Linked DNA regions of Danio rerio: all the other regions are linked to region 3. The links are chromatin contacts, called in public HiChIP or PLAC-seq and Micro-C maps. All regions are on one chromosome and are shown on one strand. Each heading gives the region's core, a stretch centred on a gene start, on an enhancer-like site or on the middle of the called end of the contact. The rest is flanking DNA. Distances are from core to core; before and after follow the strand shown. Region 1 holds the start of trib3 (tribbles pseudokinase 3). Region 2 holds the start of zc3h11a (zinc finger CCCH-type containing 11A). Region 3 holds the start of si:ch211-15p9.2.

Region 1 (2,700 bases), core at 143-2,642, 300 kb after region 3:
TGTTTTGCACATTTTGAAAGTTTACATTGATTAAGAGTTTAAAAGTGTATATTAAATAAATCATAATAAAATGTCTGATTAATAGGCTATATTTGCATTTCAACGAGGTCTCAATTTGACATCAATATAACATCTATTAGCCCATCTTTCCAATGAGGTATATGTTTCTCTTTATCAGACATCTACCTGCATGTCAGCCTGACAAACACTTGATGTGTAACACCACCATTGGTATTGAGTCATACACAGGGGTGGGGCATTAATCTTCACAACGGCTAAAAAAGGACAAACATAACGTTTAAACAGCAACATAACACGGGTTACCCTTTCACGAACACATTACCACATTATTTCCTTCGTTATGTTCCCTAGCTCGCTGTTCAATTTCAATCTATCAACAGCACATGTGTGCACAAAATACTCGGTGCTTTTCCACAGAGTCGAGCTTTTATGGTCAGTTCGGCGTGTTTACTGTTTAAAACCGGCTAAAACCTCTCCATTAAACGCCACGCTTTGTGTTCGCAATCCTCCCCTAGCAAACTTCAACAGTAGTGCATACTATTGCGAAGCTCTGTACTCGATGTCGTCAGACCAGAGGGGGCGGAGTCAGGATGTCGCAATCTTACTAAGAACAGCATCATCGAGTCAGGCTGGTGTAACACACTGAGCATATTAGACGTGCCCAGCCGAATTGAGACTTTACAGTCGGACGTTCAGGCTGAGGGGCCACGTCTGATTTGTGATCTCATCACTAAAGGGACCTTTATTTCGGCATCAATCAAAAAGACCAACTACAGGATTACTTTTCCATTTGTGGCTGTCACCAAAACGGACGCGTCCTCTAGTTATAACTTTCTTCAGACTATTCCTTGTTTGTTTTGTCGTATGGCTAAACTTACAGTTAACTGCGTTTAAGAACGTCGTATCAAGTTTTATTAACCCGAAACTCATCGCGAATGATCTCCAACTCCATCCGACCACAGAGCGACGTTTCACCATCAGCAAGAGCCAGGGAAATATTGTCCATGCAGGACGCGTTCATTCAGCGGGAATAAGGAACAAAGACATCCGTGCCAACAACTGAAGAGCTCTTGGGGTTGCCGCCAGACTCACAAGTATCAATTTGCTCAACTCACAAGACAAAGAAGAAGACATAATAACAACGAAAAGAAGCTAAACGTGCACGAATATCTTGCAAAACGCAGTAAACGTGGATTCTTTACAAATCGCGTGTCCTTTCAAACTGACTCATATTTATTCTCCTTTCACTGGGGACGACTTTTCGGTCTTATGCAAAAAATCTTATTAACTACAGCTGAAAGTTTTCAAGTGCTCCTTTCATAATACTTAATGTTTTTTTTTCCGCCGGTGGAAATGTTCTCTGACAAGTAGACACAACTAAGTGCGCCTGTAGTTTTCATTGTTCTGTTTTGGAGAGGAGCGGGTCCTTTGTCTAAAGCAGCGAGGTAAGTCACTCCTGTGAACCTTCAAACGTCACATTAATAACTGTAAATCACGACTTGGTGCTTCCAACCAAGATTTGAGTCAATTAATGATCAACTTTCCCATTTAAAACATTATTAAGAAAGACTTTGTGTGGTTGAAGATTATATAAAAAAAGTAGCGTTGAGCTGAACTTTGTGAACTTGCACTTCACACAATAACATTAAGTCTTTTAAAAGTATTTACACTTATTTGTAATTTGGAGAACAAATATTTGTATGATGTAACCTATTGGTTTACACATACGCTGATAAATGCTGGCTTTGGAATTTTAGGTTCGAGTCCGACGTGACCTGGTTCAAGTTACATTTGACCTCACACATGCTTTTGTTTACTTAGTGTATTCTTATGAATTCTGACACAATGTTTTAATAGCCTACATAAATAAACTTTGTTTAAACAATACTGAAGTGGAAGAAACTTGGCTACGTCATTTTATGACGTACGCTTGAATGTGTAATAACTTAAACACTGTATGAGTCACAGGCGCCGAGCAACATTTCGAACGGAACTTGAGTCAGTATGATCAAGCAGCACTCCTCATCACATAGTCATTCAGCAGTTTTAAATTACCTCCTTTCATTACACAACATTAATGAACCTCCCGTTCTTGTTTAGTTAGTTAGTTTGTTTGAGATAATGTCCCACGGTTACTCAGTGTTCAAGTGTGGTGCAACACTCAAAAGTACTCAGTTTGGCATTTTTTTTCATGTCACCTTTGTGAATGGACTCGTGTTTATTGGTTTCTAAAAAGAATAGTTCACTTAAAAGTCTGAAGTTTGTAATCATTTATTAATATTTCATTGTTTTTATATATGAATGAGCTTATCTCTTGTGTTATATCTTGTATTTTGAAGAAAGATGAAAACCTGTAACCTTCATAGTATTTTTCCTGCTGTGGAAGTCAATGGTTGCATTTGTTCAGCTTTGTTCAAAAATCCTCTTGTTTTTGTTACACAAGAAAGAAACTCAGAAAGATTTGAAGTTACTTAAAGGTGAAAACATTTTTTAAGTTGACTATCTGATTAAGCAAAGGCTTTTCAAATTGGGGTCCAGGAACATTCTGGGCCAACAGGGTGCTTCTTGCTCTGGGCATGTGTTCAGAGCATAAAAGTTGTAAAATAAATAAATAAATATATGAAGAGTTCAGATGCAAAAACCTCTAATTGCCATCTGAATACTAGGATGACAAAAATA
Region 2 (2,700 bases), core at 157-2,656, 320 kb after region 3:
ACTTTTGCCTCTCTTTTAGTGACCTGTTCCCATCAGACTGCTTTGCTAAAACTGGCAGATGGTGGAAAATGTCCTTTTGTTTTTTTCTCCGAGATTGTTGATAATTGAGAGGTGATTGGGTTTGGGGGAGTTTAAAAAATTCTTGAACTAGATGAAGTCAAAAAGGGGCAAAACATGTATATCTGGATATCTTGGAGATGTTGAAATGGGTAAAAAAGGAACAATATCTTCTACGTCACTGGAAGCCGGGTGGAAAAATTAAAATGGGGTAAACAGGAACTTTAAAAAAAAGCCCAATAAGAGGGAAAAAAAAAACAATGGAGAGATTTTTAATACAAAAAGGCAGCAATCTTCAGGAAAGCTAACTCATTATCCAACTCCAGCAATCCTCTGGAATGAGGGACAAGATCTTGAATAACCTACATTTCAAAAAGGAGACAAAAACACTCCCCATGTGCTGAAAAGTTGGTTATTTAAATAAGGACAGAGACACAATATGCATTATTACACGGAAAACATGGCAGACAGAACATGTGTTAGGGTTTACATAACACGTAAAGACAACAATGGATTTCTGTAACAACAATGTCGTGTTTCAACACGATTTTGTTCTTGGTGTGGTGATCCAAACATAGTAAACAGTATTAATCACGTTTTAAAGTTAGTATCAAATTCAGCATTTTGACGATTTTGTGTCCGCGAATGTAACGTTAAGGTGCAGTTTACAAAATCTGCATTTGTAAAATGTAAAGGTTTAAAGCACATTTTTACAGATGAACAAAAAGCAAATATCACCACGATCATAAATCAAAGCCGAAGCAAAAACGTTTTGAATGTAATAAGAGTCAATAATTATATTCCCATAGCTGTATTACATTACCGTAATCTTCGAAATCCACTAACGTTACTCAAATGATTGTCGCGTTATGCAAGATTGTCGAGTTAGGCCGTGGTGTCATTGTTTTATTTGACTCGATTTACTATGCAAATCTTCATATGAAAAACACAGACAAACAACGTGTAAAGACCAAATGAGTATATTTTAAATCCAATAGCTGTTTAGCGTTACGTGACAAACAACACGGTAGCTTATTCTACGGCTTAGCATAGCATGTTGCTAACTTCGAGTAAGTTAGCATTCTAACTTTAACACAACTAACAGTTACTAGACTGTACTAAAATATGTTGAATGATAAATAAATAAAATGTTTAATAACATTTACTTTAAATTAATCTAGCACAATTACCAGTTTATACCGAGTGGAATTAAGTATGTTCGGGTTGATGCACGTAGGCTCTCCAGTACAGGACTTTTCTCTTCTCGGTTTACAGACGGTACAGACGAATAAAATGGCGCCCGCGCTGCCCAGCAGGAAAGTGCTTACACAAATGACTGTAAACGTCAGTGTGACGGCGAGACTCGTTAAAGGGACAGTTCACCACTTAAATCACACCCTTCTCAATTAAATGGGTACAGACAGGTTGGACTTACTTTTAATTGTTTAAATAACAACTCAGAAATTTTGGTCCAGTCTTAAGTTTATGTTAGCTTAACAACAGTGTCAATCATGTGCTTGACATGTTAATCAGATGATGCTGTAGCTCTTCTACCTCAATGTCTTGTGTTCAGATGCTCTACTGCAGTGGTTCTCAAACTTTTTTCATCAAGTACCACCATGAGCAATATTGAAATACTGTAGCGTAGTAAGCCCAGTAAAGCAGCTACAGTACAGCTCTGCACAGTTCAAAAACGTGGCAGATTAAATTCTATTAATTAGAATATTTATTATTGTCAGCCACTTTAAACATTATAAAGAGTCTGAACGTTATCACTGTGCTGTATCTAAAAAAAAACACTAAAAACGTCAACATTTTTATTAAAATGTGCTTTTAAAAGTTAAAAATGGTAGGTTACTGTTCTTAAAAAGTATAAAGAAAAGTGCTGTACTTAAATGTAAAGTGTTAACATATAGGAGCCAATTCTTCAACACCTGGAAATCTTGTCTGGACCTCAGAAATACAGGCTATATGTCATATAATAAATATTATATGTAATATTTATATATAAATCATTTCTGATATATGTTGATAAATATGTAGCATGTACATTTGACATATTTGATTCCTCCGCGTACCACTAGATGCGCACCACTAGTGGTACAAGCACCACAGTTTGATAACCACTGCTCTACTGCAAATGCTTGCTTATAAGAATTTATTTGTCCTTCTATTAGCACAAACCTCCTCTGACCTCTGGCATTAATAATACATTTCCTTCAAGCAATTGCCACAGTTATTTTATTTTTTGACCATTCCCTGTAAACCATTGAGATGATACACATGAAAAAATCTCAGTAGATCAGCACTTTCTCAAATATTGACGCTGACACACAACCATGCCACCATGTTTAAAGTCACTTTCTGATACTCAGTTTGAAATTTAACAGAATCTTTTGACAATGTCCACATGCCTAAATCCACTGATTAGTTATTAGATATACTGATACTGATATTAGATATTTGAGTTAAGAATAATACAAACAAAATAAATACAATATAAAATAATTTAAACAGACAAACAAACACAAGAATAGTGTTACATGGGGCATTTTACATATGGGTAAAACAAACAAAGACTCAGATGCTGTCAGATTAACTACTAACAAATTTAGTACAAAATCCACCTACATACTTGAATTG
Region 3 (2,700 bases), core at 191-2,690:
TAAAGTACAACATTGTTCAGTCAATGAAATATTGCTAATGTTGTTTTGAAGTCATACTTAAATGCGATTTTATACCAAATATTCAAAGTAGCGTGATAAACAATATAGGGGCCCCTAAAAAGAACGAATGTGCCAATATAAAACCAACTTAACCTCAATGTATGTTTGTGAGCATTACAAGTTATTATGTACTATATGGTGAATAAATGCAGATGTGCAAGAAAGTTAACGTTAGGATTTTATTTACATTCAAGTGTGCTAATATACATGCTAGCAAAGGCTCCAAATACACATGCTAAATTCTGCGACGTCACTGTTAATTCTCTACATTAGAAATCGAAATGTAATAAAACTGTAACTGTTACCTTTCTGCTTTTGCACAGTGTTGGCAGCGCTTTGAGCGAAGTTTAGTCGAGGGCTGTTGGAGATCCCACACATGGAGCCCAGAAGTTTTCTCGATATAGTCCTGTTCATCATGTTTAGCGGTTAAAGTGTTCACAACACAAACAGTGGCGGTTATATCAAATCTATTTTATTCGTTTACAAACAAGCCCGTCAGATAAATAACTATTTTTGGGGCAACTTCAGAAACGACAACATGCCCACTTTCGCCAGTGAACAGTATGTCATCTGCCCTCATAACACTCGGCAATGCTTACAAAAGTGGGGCGGGACATCTAAAACTGCTGTTCTTATTGGTCAGCTGTCTCTGCTGTAGGTGGGCGTTTATGAGGTTTTAGGGAGTCTATTGGATGGAAACGAAACCTGTGCTGTTTCTTCAACCGGAAGTTGTGAATAAGGACCAATGAAGTGATTTATCTGTTTGCCTACAGTTCCTCTGTCCTTGGCAATGTTTATGTCAGGTTTATGTAATTTATATCCACTGCATTTTATAGAAATCAGCATTGTTTTATTAAAGTCAGCTTTAGTGTTAAGTGTCGTATCTCTCGCCTGATTTATTTAAAAAGTGCGGTTTAAATATGTTTAAAAGTGGTGCTATTATAATGAAACTTTAATTTGAAGTAAAAGTGTAATTTCACCAGCATTTTAAAATAAGAAATTAAAAAAGAAAAGAAAATTATGGCATATAAAAAAGGTTGATGAAAAAAAAGTATTTTTTTTATTATTAAAATGTATTGTATTTGTATAATTTTGTATAAACCATAACCACAAATGAACTAATTTTGCCACACAAACTATTGTTTAAGTAATGTATTGTAGTAAAATAATAATAATAACAACAACAAAAGGTAATCCAGTTACTAAAAAAAATACATAATAAAATTAGAAGTTGTTTTTAAGGACTGATAAATGATACACAAGATCTTAATTTCGACTTACGTCATTTCTGGCACGAGCAGCAAAAGAACTGCGAGTGCACGGGGTCGGCGCGCTCCCGCTGTTGACAATATGAATAGCGAGGACTTTGTACTTTCTCATTTCTTGAAATTCAGATTAAAACAACGTGTGAGGATGAGGAAGTAGGCCTATGAAATATATACAATCCGGAAGAATATATATTTATTCTAACACACGTAAAGGTATCCAGTTCCATTTATATCTCTATATTTGTATTTGATGTTAAGAACTGAACAGCTGCACCTCCATTTAATAATACTGTAGTCGGCTTGTACTTTGTGGCTAAACTGTTCTGATTTAGTCACTGACATGTATATATTCAGTATCATTTTTTTTAAACAGTAGCCTAAATTTAGAGTGCTTACATTAATTTGTACATTTACAGGTGCAGCTCCATCCAAAACGTAAATGTCTCCAACTTCATTGAAGCACCTCAGACATCAGATGTCACTACAAAGATGGAGAGCAGCAACAGACGCCTGTTTGACTCTGAACAGAGGTCAGTTCCACACAAAATCTACAATCTACAAGCCAGTCTGTGAAAATCCACTAATAATCAAAAACTCCAGAAGAAAATACAGCGTCAAGGCAAATCAGATGTCACTCTCACAAATAAACCACACTTTAAAGGCCAGTGAATACAGTTTAAAAGTAAATGCTTATAATGGGTGTGTAAAAGGGTTTGACAGCAATATATTACCATCAAACTCTCCAAGCGAAGACAGACGGAGTGCTGCAACATGTCTACAGAGCCGTGGTATGCTCTTCGGGGTCTTCGATGGTCATGCAGGGTCTGCTTGTGCACAAGCTGTTAGTGAACGCCTGTTTTACTACATAGCCTTGTCTTTGCTTCCATTGAGGACTTTAATGGAGATAGAGGCGGCTGTGGAGAGTGAACGGCCTGTGCTTCCAGTGCTACAGTGGCACAAACATCCCAATGACTACCAGAGCACAGATTCTGGCAAACTTTACTTCAGTAGTCTGAGGACATACTGGCAGGAGAGAATAGATCTTCAAGAGAATGAGGATTGTGATACACAAGGAGCTTTTAGAAATGCTTTCAAGAGATTGGATAATGATATTTCTTTGGAGGCCCAAGTGGATATTGGGGTTCCTTTAGCTCATTTCACCCCTCTAAGAGTGGCTCTGTCTGGATGTACAGCTTGTGTGGCTTATGTGGATCAAGATGATCTTTATATTGCCAATCTTGGTGATAGTAGAGCAGTTCTCGGGGTCCAACAGGGTGATGGGAAGTGGTCAGCTTTTACCATTACAAATGACCACAATGCCCAAAACCCAAATGAGATGAAACGTGTTCTGTCAGAGCATCCAGCTTGTGAG

Evidence for each region. A called contact is a pair of places that touch in the nucleus more often than the background predicts. HiChIP or PLAC-seq counts read pairs in DNA pulled down with a chosen protein or histone mark.
Region 1: an H3K4me3 HiChIP or PLAC-seq map of gastrula embryo shows a contact between it and region 3, with 5 times the contacts expected there. The contact joins the promoter of trib3 here to the promoter of si:ch211-15p9.2 in region 3. A contact is called at or near these places in 4 of 18 Hi-C or Micro-C datasets (caudal fin, embryo, hematopoietic stem cells and 1 more) and 2 of 4 datasets of contacts at active chromatin or transcription factors (embryo and gastrula embryo).
Region 2: a contact with region 3 is called in a Micro-C map of caudal fin, with 4 times the contacts expected there. The contact joins the promoter of zc3h11a here to the promoter of si:ch211-15p9.2 in region 3. A contact is called at or near these places in 3 of 18 Hi-C or Micro-C datasets (caudal fin, embryo and hematopoietic stem cells) and 1 of 4 datasets of contacts at active chromatin or transcription factors (embryo).

The regions. Positions count from the first base shown.
Region 1 is chr11:26,108,188-26,110,887 of GRCz12tu, reverse strand. It overlaps trib3 (tribbles pseudokinase 3), which reads left to right and starts at 1,392. Exons shown (of 4, transcript NM_212869.1): 1 at 1,392-1,466. It also overlaps a transcript of pnp4a not described here.
Region 2 is chr11:26,080,685-26,083,384 of GRCz12tu, reverse strand. It overlaps zc3h11a (zinc finger CCCH-type containing 11A), which reads right to left and starts at 1,406. Exons shown (of 17, transcript NM_199686.2): 1 at 1,248-1,406. It overlaps ovgp1 (oviductal glycoprotein 1), which reads right to left. Exons shown (of 17, transcript XM_073916736.1): 17 at 1,025-2,700. It also overlaps a transcript of chia.3 not described here.
Region 3 is chr11:26,403,801-26,406,500 of GRCz12tu, reverse strand. It overlaps si:ch211-15p9.2, which reads left to right and starts at 1,440. Exons shown (of 2, transcript NM_001044990.2): 1 at 1,440-1,541; 2 at 1,745-2,700. The coding sequence starts at 1,768. nfs1 (NFS1 cysteine desulfurase) reads right to left here and starts at 656. Exons shown (of 13, transcript NM_001044993.1): 1 at 366-656. The coding sequence starts at 477.